Regions from separate parts of the Anas platyrhynchos genome. Here region 2 is linked to region 1. The links are chromatin contacts, called in public Hi-C maps. All regions are on one chromosome and are shown on one strand. Each heading gives the region's core, a stretch centred on a gene start, on an enhancer-like site or on the middle of the called end of the contact. The rest is flanking DNA. Distances are from core to core; before and after follow the strand shown.

What was found. Hi-C and Micro-C count contacts between places; a contact is called where the count stands out from the background.
Region 2: a Hi-C map of subcutaneous adipose tissue shows a contact between it and region 1, with 2.4 times the contacts expected there. The contact joins two enhancer-like sites. A contact is called at or near these places in 2 of 8 Hi-C or Micro-C datasets (skeletal muscle and subcutaneous adipose tissue).

Annotation. Positions count from the first base shown.
Region 1 is chr8:35,797,798-35,804,784 of IASCAAS_PekinDuck_T2T, reverse strand. No RefSeq gene overlaps it. Among named protein-coding and RNA genes, the nearest start is that of FGGY, 27 kb to the left of the region's middle. Within about 2 kb of position 3,459, at least 8 of the 8 cell types and tissues checked have an H3K27ac peak or open chromatin away from gene starts, as enhancers often do. A contact at or near this core is called in subcutaneous adipose tissue, where this site is marked.
Region 2 is chr8:35,944,667-35,951,653 of IASCAAS_PekinDuck_T2T, reverse strand. All of the region lies in intron 15 of FGGY (FGGY carbohydrate kinase domain containing), which reads right to left. Among named protein-coding and RNA genes, the nearest start is that of HOOK1, 42 kb to the left of the region's middle. Within about 2 kb of position 3,998, at least 4 of the 8 cell types and tissues checked have an H3K27ac peak or open chromatin away from gene starts, as enhancers often do. A contact at or near this core is called in subcutaneous adipose tissue, where this site is marked.

The DNA of each region.
Region 1 (6,987 bases), core at 2,210-4,709:
ATGCTGAAGCCAGAGTAGGAGATAATTTTCAAAAGCTGCCTGGCAAGCAGTTGGTCAACCAGGTGTCAGAAGAGCTCAGAACCGGCTGGCTTTGCAGCCAGAGCCATGTTGGTTGGTAGACTTGAAATCAGCACTTTCCAGAGGGCATAATGGAAGCGGATCTCCTGACCCTATGGGACTCCAGCAGCTGCTGGGGGTGTCTGATTGCCACACAGCCCTCCGAAAACCTGAGTGTTGCATTTAAGGATGCAGCTAATGGAACTCCTGGTGACTCAGCATGAGTCAGCCCAATTAAGAACTGAATCAGGCTCTCCAAATATTCCCATGAAGCTCTTCCTCTGAAGACTTCAAAGTACATTACGAAGATTCAAAGTGCTAACAAGTAGGATAATCCAATGATGGTATCAATTCCGGCGTGACGCACCTAGCACGTGACCATGGATAAGCCCATTTAGAGGCTGCCTTTTAACAGATATTTGGAAATCACAAATATTTAGAGATTTGGATTGAAATGTAATAAAGTTTACCTCTTAAAGATCTTCTCTGTAGAATCCTATAAACGTGTTGTAAAATTTTACAGAAAGATCATTCCTCTAACTGTTGTGCTCTGGGGGCTTTCCTGTAATAAATACCTGTGCTGCTGCTACATTTTGGAACACAAACTGAGCTTTGCTGCTCAGTCAGATCTGTTGTCTGAATCATGTAGCCCTAAATTCAAGATTTTGCCATCAAACTCCTGCTTGTTTGGTGAGAAAATAGGTAAGAGGCAAAGCTGAACAGAGCCACACTACACGTTTTATGTTCGTTGATGGAGCTACAGAATACAGGCATTAATATCACAGAGTAGCTGTAGAGTTGTAGGACTCATCTGGTTCTTTCTGAGGACAACAATGAAACCACACACTGGTTTCATTTGGGTGAAGGTGCTGACTGTGTTCTCAGAAAATAATACTGGGCCAGCCCTACAGAATAACAAACAGTTTTTGAAAGCAGTGATTGTAGGAAGAGCTGAGCACATTCAGCAGCATCACTGCTGCAGGCACAACGAACATGTTGGGGGCCTAAAACTGAACCCACTGAAAACAACCGGAAAAGAAAGTATGTCTGCCCTACATATTGTGCTGATAAAGGATATAAGACATCATACTGTAATACCTGGGGAACACCACAAACACTTGTCCAACATCTAGACAGCACAAGATATGCTTAACCCACCCTAGCTGTACAACGGTGTACCAAAAGTTGGAGTGGCAGCGGCATCTTGGTGGAGCGATAATGGATTAAGATCGTTTCAGTCCAGGTACCCTGCAAAAACCTCCAGATGACCTCAGCAGTCCCTGAAAATCCTGACCAGCCTTGTGCTACCTCAGGGCCCCCTGGTTTGGGAGGTGTTCCTCTGTGAACGTGGAGCAGATGCTTGTTGAAGCACTGGTGAAAAGGACTGTCACGGTGAGCTGCCAGCGTCGTCCGCGTTCTTCTCCTGTCCCTGTCACACAACCAAGCCCACCGCTGGCACTAGCTGCCTTCCCTGCTTACAGCTTTCATCTATACAGAAACTGAAGAGGTGTGGGGCACGGGTTAGATCCATGACCAAGTGTTTAACCATCAGGACACAAGGCTGGCACGGCACTTGGTGAGTGCTCTGCCAGCCGATACCCAGACACACGTGGGGGACCGTTCCCTGGAGGCTGTCTGGAGGAGGCCACCTGCTTCAGAGGCAGGAATGGGGGAAAAGAGTTGAATCATATGGATATGAGTCATGATCTGCTACTTTGTGTTCGGGTTGTTTTATTTTTTAGCCAGAGAGACCGGGGAATGAATGGTCACTCTTCCTGAGGCACTGAACTACTCTTCCTGAAAAAAAAGTTACTTACTGAAAATAGCATTTTGGTGAGAACATGCAAAGAGAAAGCTTTTCTCTAGGTTTGCCCTCTGCTGTGGCTAAGCTGAGGCCTGCAGTCGCTTGGGCTGCCATCCAGCTGGATTCAGAACAATTCATTCACTAGAAAATGCAGAAAAAGAAACAGGAAAAAACTATATGAGGTTTCCATGGCCACAGGACTATATACTTTCTTCTGACCGTTATCACAGATTTCAACACTTGCCAGTTTGCCATCCAGACAAGCAATAGATGTCAGAAATAATGTTTGCTTTTAGTGAGCGTTTGTTCCAGATACATCCCAGGGAAAGGTACTGGTTTTGAGCCCAAACAAGTAACACGTTTTCATCTGTGGACAAACCACAAAGCATAGACATCCAGACATCTAAATGTTGGCTCTAGATCTCTTCTTCAATAACAATAATTTCAATGTGATTTCAAATTATTTTAGATTTCTAAAGTTCATGTTCTTTTGTGATGGTTGTTGATAATAACATGTCAGGTGAAACACAACGTAAGGCTTACCAAAGGACTAAGATATTAAAAATTACAGCAGTTGTTGGAGAAATTGCACAAATTTTGACTAATATTCTAGAACAAAGAAGAGAAGACAGAAATAAATCAGCTCCCCTTATCAGTGATGCTGGACTGTAAAGCAGATCATCCTGAATTCATTTGTGACATATTCAAGAGCAGCAGGTAGAAGCGCAAGCAGTCTTTCTTCTTTGCTCTCCTATGTGCTTGGTCAGCCTACCATTATTATCTAGACAACAGAAATTAGTGCTTAAGAGGAAAAAGTCTCAAAACGTTCATTAAACACTATGTTCTCTGTCACACTGTTGCCCTATTAAAGCCCCCACGTCCTTGTCCACCAGGAATACCTGGACTCTGCATTTGCTATGTAGCCTTCTTCCCTCACTTCCTGAAAGTTCATTTATTTAAAATCCTTGCAGGCTTGACACATTTCAGGACTGAAAGGTTCTGTAGAGAATTGGATATCTTAGCCCAAATTCCAGGCATGTAGTCTAAGGACTTTGCTAAACCAGAATCTCAGGGCTGTTGAGTTACTATTCCTGTAACTCAGAGGTTTTTGCCAAAGTGTAATAGATTTAAAAAAAAAAAAAAAAAAAGGGGGAATGGAAAGAAAAAAGAGAGTCTCTGTGAATCTCTGTACGTATCTTTGCTGACTAAACAGTCTGCACAAAGCACAAGCAACTCAATAGTTAATAACAACAGGATTATCCCCCCCAACACTTGGTCTGAAAGGGCTACAAGCTCTGAGTCACTGCACAGTTGATTTAAGCTTAACCCTAATAGCTCTGTTATGCTGTGGCTTATTCTTAAATCTTCTTGGAAGCAGGAGAGTGTCAACAATAAACTTGTAAGGTTTAACACTCTAACACCAGGTAAACTGCATTATCTCAATTACAAGGATCAGCACTGTCCTTGCCACTGCATCACAGAGCTGTAAAGTAATGCTGGAGCAAAAGCATGTGCCTGCTGGTATATGCCTGAAGAGGTTCTGGGAATTAATTCTGCTTTGCAGAACTATTCCAGTTATTCATGTGACTCAGCGGCTGAGACCGGGATCTTCCTGCACTCACATGCTGGCGTGCTGATTCAGGCTGGTTCAGCAGCGCGGGATAGGAGAGACACCTTATCAAAAGAAAAGCCCTCCTTGGGGACAGGCTCTCCCTGCAGTAGCAAAGGAAATTTCCGTTGCGCTATCTGGAGCAGTCCGGCGGGACAGGAATAGCAAGTCATTAGGTCTGGATGATTTTCCTGAGTAAGAAGGGAACCATTATTTTCAACCAAGAAAATAGTTCTTAGCGTCGCTGCTGCGATGTCTGCCCAGATGTATTTTCAGGGCTAAGGGCTAGCACCGTGTCAAAGGAAAGCAGAGCTCTGCACTTCTGCCTGCAGAGTCATACCTAGCTATTTCAGTCACACGTGGCATTCTGGCTTTATTTATAAATGTTTTTGAAAGGATTAATGCCCGGCTAACCCTTAGCATAAGCACGTTGCAGATGGGAACAGTAAATTGTAATGAATTTATCAGCACCCCCTGGACTTATTCAAATTTGTGTATGGTCACAAGGACATTTGTAGTAGATTAACCCTTTATAAAGCAATTGCAAATAATATCTTGACCTGCAAGGCACTCATCATCCCCATTAGGCACAGAAGACGGGAATTATCTGATTAAATGCAGGCATGGAGGAAACCTCAGCAACTGAGCCAGTCACTCCATGCTCTCCCTGAGGATAACAGAATCAAGGAATTGAGTTGAAACCCCCAAAATTCAACATCTAAAATTGGTCTATCCAATGGTAGCCGGAGCATTTCAAGTGACTTGCCTGGGATCTTACAAAACAGACTGTGGCAGATCAGCACCAAGACGCACGTTTCCTAATTCGTGTCCTTGTTCTCAGTCCACAAGACTACAGCTGCCCTATAATCACATAATTACAGTCCTGCTTCAGTGAAGCTGTGAATATAATTAATCAAGGGTCTTAAATCTGCCAGCTCCAGAAAAAAACAGACTTCCCTTAATATTATGCACAGCCCAGTATTCCTGTAGGAGCAACTACTGTAGTCAATACAATCTAGGTCAGCCACCTAAACACTGCAATACACAAACGTACCTGGTTATGTGTGGGGGTTACTTCTTACACAGAGTACCATGTTTTCATGGTCCATGCTGACATAAATAGCAATTACACAGTATTTTTGCTAAGTATTTTGGCACCTGCAATACCAAAGTATTGTTTCCTGCATTTACTTGGGTGGGGGGAGGCTGTTTCCTCAGCAGCCTCCCCCCACCTGGCCTTGGACTTGGATTTTCTCTTTCAAATGAGATTATTTTTTTATCTGCTCTGCTGCTCACTTCTCCCACAACAAATGGTACATTCAAGGGGAAACAATGCGTTTAACCCCTTCAATGGGTAAAAGTATAATCACAGCAGTCCCTGATACATGTCTGAATAAAAAGAAGCCATCTGCTGAAACAGGCCTTGGTAGGTATCAATGGGTTGGAGTAGAGGGGAAAAAACAATCTATAAAACTGAAAACAATGATGTCCATAACAGAAATGAAAGGGGAAAAGGGGAAAAAAATGAAAGACTCTCAAGATGTTCTTCTCCCTTCCCACCCCAAAGATGTGGAAGATGTTAATTACTTGTCAGACTACAGCTGTGGATGCAGGTACAGCCTCTCACAACTCCCTCCAGACGGTACAGCTGTAAATTCCTACCAAAAACAGAACTTAAGCATTTTTATCTACGTGAAAAACTTGAACATCAGGTGCTGAGGCATAAATCCACATGGTACTTGAGGGTTAAAAACCAGAGGAAAACTGTAGCCTGGGAAAATTAGGGGCTTTCCATTCCCGGTGTAATGAAACAACAGATTTAAAGTTCAGAGTGAGAAAAGTCATTGAAAGGAATTAGATTTCCAGCTTCCCGAGACATACAGGCTTTGTTTTTCGAGGCTATTGATAAATCTATCAGTCTCCCGATTACTGTCCCCTCGTCCCCTGAAAAACCTTCTAAAAAGGAGTCTGCTGCCTTAATTGGAAGGAAAAGGGTTTAAAGAACATCCACTGTAAGGCCTCTCTGAAGAAGGAAAGTCCCTGGAGGCAAAACAATAATTGGTTTTGACCTTCCGCAGTTAAGGAGGCGTTGGTAAAGACTAGACTTAAACACAGCCTGACAACTGCGAGTTCCAATCAAATTCAGAAGGAGACGGAAATTGGATAAGCAAATTCCTTTTTGTTCATGACCCCGGTGCCGCTCTCCTTTCCCCCTGCAGCATGACACATCAGAATCTTTCCCGCGTGCCATAAATCACTGGCGAGACAGCAGTAGCCTTTGAATCGCTGTCTTATGTTACTCTCCCATCTCCCAGGCGAGCAGCGGGAGCAGTCCCCGCTCTGCTCCGGAGCAGCCCAGCCGCACAGCCCGGCACGGCGCAGAGGCTGGCTGCAGCGAGGAAGGAAGCAGCGTGAGTTCAGCGCTGTTTTCAGCACGGTGTAAATTCCCTCGCTTGGAGTTTGGAAGAAGCCCTCACATTAGCGCCGGCAGCAGCTTGCCAATTTAAGGAAATTTTGGGTTTGAATGCAGGAACTCACGATCCCCACTCTGTCAGGAGCTGCAGCTGGCAGAGTGCTTTCCTTCCCTTAAATTTGAGCTCATGGAGGACGCTCGATGCCAGCACTACTCTGGGAAGCGTAATGCTTGTTGTGTTACCTTCTGCATGGCAAGTGCATCTTGTCTGGGTGTCCATGCAGACCCCTGGCAGCAGCTGGAGGCACCTTGGTGCTCCCCGCAGCCTGTGCCTGCCCACACTCATCGCCACCGCTCAGCACCGCCGCGCTGGCCCCATGCCGTGCAGCTTGCCAAGGCCTCCTCAGGCTCCTGGGGTTGTTTGTTACCTACAAACTCCACCGCCTCCAGGTAAATCAGAGAACCCGAAACTCATTTTTCTGTTCTAAGGACATCTTAACTTCATAATTCCTCAAAGGCCAGCAGAGCAAAGTTTTTCTTACAATGGTTCTGCATGCAAACTTGCAACCAAGTTTTGCTATACTTTAAAAAACAATCCCCTATATGCCATTTCTCCTGAACAGAGTCACAACACAAAGACCACAGACCAAATAAAAGTGCATGAACTAATGGTGAATTTTTCCACCTTAAATGGCCAGCCAGTTTGAGATGGTCACCACTGAAACCCGACTCATGCAATTTGCAGGTATGACTCACAAGAGCTGGAGGTCCAAAAGCAATAAGAGCACAGCTTGGAGACATATCAAGACTTTGGAGACAAAAGTTATTTATTTTTAGGGTCTGATGAGACAGAGGTGAAAGTGTAAGTGGTATATAAGAAGTTAAGCGTGATGTCCAGGTGTTTTCTCAAGGCTGACATGGTTTCACTTTCTCCAGGAAAGGAGCTAAAAGCAGGGAATGGCTTCATACAGATGGATGTGTAGAGTTACGATCAGTAGGACTGTCCCAGAGTGCCTCCTCCACGTGCTCTAAGCCTTTCTCAAGTTTTAGGAAAGGTTGCTTCTTCCTGCCTCCTCCTGCTGAACCTCACCCCACTTACCATCA
Region 2 (6,987 bases), core at 2,749-5,248, 150 kb before region 1:
TAAGTGCAACAGCCCATTGTTCTACTCTGGCTTGGTTTCTGGTTTTAGAATAATGTGTGAAGATGCAAAATCAGATTAGGTCAGTAACAAAGTGCTTGAAAAGACAACAAAGTGCTCGTTGTCTTATGCTCACTAATCTTCTTCTCTATATATAAAATGTGAGAAGTTTGGTAGAATCCCATCCTACCCCCTCCTCTTCCAACCTTGTAAGCCTGTAAAGCTGTCAGTCGTTTCAGTTTTACAGGAACAGAAGGAATGCAGGCCGTTCTACAACTCAGTAACTTAATTAAAATAATAATAATAAAAAAATACAACCCAGACATGCAAGAAAAAGGATACAGGTTAAAAAATAAAAGTCTTATCCTGTTTTACATTACATTCATTGGATTACTGGCCTGCCACAAACCAATTTCAGAGACAAATCACAAATGTTCAACAGTACAAGATGCATCTGCTCTTTGTGCTAATCCTGCAGTCAAAAAAGGGTAACATCTGATTTGCACAAGTCTTCAGCAAATAACTTTAACTGCAGTTGGGAAGGCTCAATCCCTGAGCAAAAGGAACATCCAGTCTCTCAGTGTCTTGTAGGATACAGCTTTAGATGCCTAAAGCTACAAGCCTGTGAATGAAAATGCTGACCTTGAATTAGCCTTTGCTGTTTCTGAGGAATTGCCATTACAAGCGGTGACCAAATTTGTGCTTTAAAGGATGTGGTCTCCCTTTCCTACCTAAATATTTACTTTAAACAAGAGTTTTGCATATGAAGTGCATTTCATCATAGATGTATAACACAACCTTTAAAGGTCATGAATGCTGTAAATATTAATATTAAAACCTGATACAAACTTCGGAGTGGTATTCATGCCACACTATATGAGCCATCTTTCATATTATATATTAGCAATGAAAACTACCACACATAATAAACTAGTTACAGTTCTAATGTAAGCTTTTGTTTTCCAGTGAAGTCAAAAGATTTTCTGATTAAGTGCAAGTGGGTCAGCATCTGCTGGCCTTTCCACTCTTACTTCTTTTAATCCACCAGAGCAATACCATTAACACTGCCATACATTTTCTTTGCACTTTTCATTCTATCACCTTTAATATAACTCTAAAGCTAGTCTGTAAGGTACTTAAACATCACCAGGTCTACTTCACAAATCAGCTGAATAAAGAGCAATTTAAATATTTTACCCAAAGTCAGAGACAGAATCAGCGGCAAAGCTGGGAATAAAACCCATGTTCTCTGATTCTCAAGTCAGGTAACATCTATTGTTTGCTCATTCACAAATTCTGCTTGTATTAACACCAAAGTAAACTCAGAAGAGCTTGGTACTACAGTGGTCTACGTTACGTTTGAAGTAGTACAGCTGATAACAGAACTTCACTCAGCATGTGTATTATCTCCTACTACCAGGCTGCTAATAGGAATTACATTGGCAAATACAGCTCTTTTTTCCCCTGTCGGTAAGAAATACTGTGCTACAGTTTATATGGTATTTGTTTGATCCGTAAAGCCAGGCAATCCATTTCTTATCTCAAAGACATTAAACAAGTCTGCTGATTTGAGGTGTTTTAACATTTCTGGACATTGGTATCTGTTCATACTTAAGGAGTTACAATATGAACTGGGACGCTGATAAACACAGAAAAGCCCTTCTTCTTTAACCCTTACTGCTAACACTGCAGAAAAAAAATCAAGCATGCTTGGATAGAAAATGTACAGAAACTCTCCTCTCCATCCCTAAATCCTATTGCTGTGCTACAGATATAAAGTATTATCCATTGCATATTTGCCTGCTTCCTGAAATCACCATCAAAAGAATGGCAACTGTCCACATTAGGATAAATTAAGAAAGTTACAAAATATAGCAAAAATGTGTATGGGAGGAAAAATTAGGCAGTAAAGTTTAAAGGCAGCCAAATGAAACGCTCATGTGAAACAGATCCTGTGTAATTAGCCACTAGGGGGAACAAGAGTCATGCTGCTTAATTAAGGTGAGGTCACTTTTAGCAGTGGGCTGGAAGGTTATCCTTTCCCAAGCAAGCTGGGGATGCTTAAACACTTTCTCTGTAAGCTTATGAGTGGGACAAAACTTTTCTGACATTCGGCAGGTTTCAACTTCCCTTTTCAGGTCTGTGTGTGCCTTGGCACAAGCAGTTAACTAAACGTGAAAGATTCATACACCTTTTGTATTTTCTAGCTGCAGTTAACCTATTTTCCCACCTGTAGCACCTGGTAAAATATTTGAACCAAAACATGGGAACAGAGGGGAGGGGAAGAAGAAAAGGGAGAGGCTGTGTTTTTCAGACAGTGTATGCTTTGGTGTCGCCTCTTCTAAAGTAAAAGGGGAGAAAAACCACACACAGCTCATGTGTGAGCTGTGTGAGAGTTGTAAAGCAACGCTGAGTGATATGGTTAGAATAAGGTAAGGGTACGGGAGGAATTGCCAGCCACCTGCATCCGTACCTGTCTGTGTTAACCTGAGAAACCTGCCAAGCGCTGTACCGTGAAAAGGAGGTGAATCTCTTTCCAGAAGGCAAAGGAGGTGCTGATTACAGCTCTCTGCTTCATGTGGCTCCCTCTCATCTTCCTATAGGGAGATGTACTACGTGATGTTCCCTAATCAGAGCGTGTTGCGAAGTTACACCCTAGCCCTTGGGGAACAAACTCTGCTCCACATGTGTTCAAGCTCTCCACTCCCACACCATCCACAGTGACCAGCTTTTTGTGACCTTGGGGCATGGCTGAAGCTGCACGAGAAAAATGAATGAGGCAAAAAGTAAAAGCCCCTCTCGGGCCGCTCTTTGCTGCCACTGCTCAGGACACCAACCCATTCATCAGTATGGCTGGGACTGAATCACTGGCAAACAATCTTTTCTATTACCATAAAAATGACAAAAAAAGTAATAGTTATAGCCTGTAAACACAAGACCCACATTAAATAAGAGCTCTACGTGGTACGCTGTGACTGGTAAGTGGTACACTGTAACTGGAAGCAGGAGCCCGCTCCTATTAGAGCCAGCTCAGCCTAAAGAGTATCAGATGTTACTCAGGCCTTAGAAGGTCTGAGACAAACTCTGTGTGTAAGAGAAAAAGAAGGCAAATGACTCATGACAGAGTTTGTTTTAATATAAATGACTTTTTCTGGCTCTTTGCTTTTAAAGACTTGCCATTTTCAGATCTTGAACAGCTAACCTAGGCAGCTGCCTTCCCCAGCCAGTGTCCTTCATTTTGTGTATAAAACGCTGGCATTTACAAACTCGTATTCGTCTGGCTAAGGGAGGGCAGTTTATTTTAGCACTGCAATCAATGCCATCATAAATCTTTCCTCTTCCAGTCCAGGAACACTGGTATACCCTAATCAGTGCTATATGGATATGCTGTACCCATAAAAAAAGCAAAATGCACCACAATGCTTAACCAAAGTACTGCGAGCCTTGAGAGCAGACCTGAGGAATGAGCCCCAAACCTTCCCTTCCTCTTCGCTTTTTGCTATGCGAGGATGTGGGCACGGGGCTAAGATATGGAAAGAATAGAGAAAGTAAGAGAGAACAGAAGAGGAATACTATAAAATAGGAGAAAAAGAATCAACAGATGAGAAAAGCAAAAAAAAGTGGAAAAAAAAATAACTGAGAGGCACAAACAAGAAGCTGGCAAGAACACAACAGAGAAAAAAAAAATCAGAGTGGGAATAGGGATGTAGGCAGAGGGAGATGGTAGGGATACTGGGTATTTTATACCCAAAAAGCCCCATTCTCCACCATAACTACATTCTTTTTCATGTTTCCTTTAGTCTCTTTCCATGCCTGTCCCCTGGGTCTCCGCTGGGATGAGTGGAACTTCCCCATCCAGAAAGCCGCAAGTTTGGCATTTTGTGTCCTATGGCAAATGTGCTGGCTACACGGTGTTTCCATGGGGGCAGAGTCACACAAATAAAGCGAAAAGCAAAGCTTGCCTGTCTCCCTTCCATGCAGTACAAGAATCATCCCTTAGATGGGACCATTGCAAAATTAAACAGCCTTACAACCACGGCCAGTAAATAGTGAGTAATGTGCTTGTATATACAAAGCTTTTATACCAAACAGTCAAAGAAAGTGAGGATAGCTCATCACAAAAAGACCCCATTTATTAGAAGAGCTTCAAACAGCTTAGCATCTTTAGGGCCATTACTCATCTCTTTCACCTAAGCTAAGTGCCAGCTTCCATCCTTGAGGCTAACACATCCAATTTATCAGCTGTAGGACGCTCAAACACAGTTTCCCCCAGTCCAGTCTAAAGATACAGGATTAAATACCTCAGCTATTTTATGACAACAGACAGGGAGAAGCCAATCTGGGAAAATTTTGCAAAAATTCTTACCAGACGTTTTGAAAGCAAAAGTCTGACACAGGGCTGCTAGACTCAGAAATACTTTGCTGAATACATCCAAGGAGTTTAACACAGTTGTGAGCTACAGGGCTGGGCAATGAAGGACCTTCCAAACGCAACACATTAGCATTCTTCAGCCCCCACTTTCGGGAGGGAGAGGTTGGGCTGGGTGACAGTATGGCCCTCCATACACATTCTTGCCCTGGAGAGATTCTTCTGAGGAAAAAAAAAATACTGATTAGAAGTCATTTTTCTTTCCCAGAACGTTTTGCCTTGGAAGGTCCCCTAGGGACAGTTGTGCTTCCAGAACTCCAGAAGAAGCAAGGCAGCTGTGCAGGTGAGATGTAACCGTTCCTCAGCCTGCACTGCCACATCACTTTATTCCTTGGCAAAGCAAGGTGCTCCCCTCAGCCCTTCCACACCCACTCTCCTTCCCAAAATCTCTGCCTGGTAAAGGACTATCTGGAAGCTGAGTGAAAAACAGCAACTTATAGGTGGTGCTCACACAAATAGGTCCCTCGTGGGTCAAAGCCATTATGTACTGAAGGTTAGTAATGTTCAGGGGAATGCAACCCTTAGGAGCATTACGCATGAAGTGCAATCCCTATAAATTATTCTTAGCTGAGAACTGTTCTTGTAAAAGATAACAATGCAACTCATTTTTGCTGCTTGTCCGCTCCCATAAGGCACAGCAAGATATGGGCACTGTGCTCCTCCTTATTCATGGTCCCCCAGTGCTTTTCAACCCTAACCTGGAGGAATATCTTTGAGCAAAAATCTGCAAGTTATGCTTTTCCATGCCCAGTTAGTGGTTAGCCTTTCTGCTTATATTTCCTTCAAGAGTGACAATTATGGTCTGCTAATCGCTACGTGGACACTTGTCCCAGTAAAAACAAATCAGAACCATACAGCAATTTTATATGGGTTGTCTCTACGGGTCACTGTCCAATTTCTAGTATTAACTTGTGCATTAAAAATAGTTAAGCACTGTGGGTGTGAAAAGTTGCTTCAGAACACAAAAGAAAGCAAGGGTTGGGAGTGATCTATGTCTATATCTAAGAAATCAAGGAAGCAAGAACCTATGATTAAGCAAGACAAATAAAGGAGAATAAGAATTCCAGTGCTGAAGATGTGGAAAGCCAGTATGCTAATAAAGCAACTGGCTTTTCTTGCTAATAAAACTAATAGGGCTTATGGGATCTCTAACACTTCCAATCCATGATTATATAAAAGAGAATAAAGAAATACTACTTAACATAAACCACAGTGAAATGAGATGCATTGGAAATGTTTAGATGGTAAGAGTCTTATTAAGCTACATTAGGGCAAAATAGGGCAAATTTTGAGAAACAAAACCCTCTAGGCATCTTTAGTAGAAAGGATGAGGTAGTACTTATATGGTAAAAAACCTTCAGATATAGGATGGCAAAAGTATGCCCAGGTGATACAAACTACTGGCATCAAATCCCATAAGTAAGTGATCATGACATTCTTCAAAACTTTACCACAAAAAGACCACGAGCTCTTCAGACAGCCAGTGCAGTGACTCTACACGCTCGTGCTTTGCTGCAGAACAGTCTGATCCCCTGCGCTGACATAGCAAGAGTGCAAATCCCAGATGGAAAATTAATCTCACAATGTAGCCAGATTGAGTTTCCAATTCTCTAGTGCATAACTTGAAGGTTGTTCTGCTCAGCTATTGAAGAGGTGAGGGCATGGAGACTTTAACTCGTTTGACATCTCAAACATTATTTAAGCAAGACACTCTGAAAAGGACCTTGCTGGCCACTGACAGTTACAAAGGATGCATGGTATCCTCCTTTGTACTCAAACCTCCCATAAAATATTGCTATCACGCTCTTCCCTGCCTACATGGCCTGGACAGAAGGGGAGTCCAAGGTCCAAATGACTTCAGCCATGTTTTTGAGCATGTGGGTAAAACCTGGCCTTAAAATAGAAAGGAGATGGATCACTGTACGTTTTACAGAAAGCATCTGTCTACTATAAAGACACATTTATGGCTTCCTCATATTTATGGTTTTCCTCAAGACAAGGCCAGCAAGCTAGAATAACAGTAAGGTAGAGATATTAAAAATACAATTTGTTCTACAAGTTGTTCAGTCTTCGTCTGCTTGAAAAAAAAAATCAGCTAATTGTACATAAACTCCACAGCTGTGGTCATATTGGGGCTTGTTCCATAAATGTGCAACAGCAGAATCTGAACTATTCTAGTCAGCATATTCTCCTGTTTGCCAGGTCTTGGGTTTACCGACAGATGAGAAGAATACTCCTGGTCTAGTAAGAGTCTCAATTGCTGCAGCTTAACAAAACACTGCCTCCTATTCTTTGCCAACATCAGCTGATGTGAGTTTATTAAAAGCTAAAAGGCATGACAATCTAAGTGCTGAGCCCACAGAACAGATTTTATTTACATGCATATGGCTGCTTCTAACATGGTCAGCGGGCGTGCACAAGCAAGATGTAAAAGTCGGGTGAAGTCAGTGGAACTACACCAACATGCAAACCTGAATGCATCTTCAACGCAAATACAGAAAATTAAACAGATTTCTTGGGTCATTCAAGCACCGTTGAGATCTTTGCTGCCCTTTCAGTCC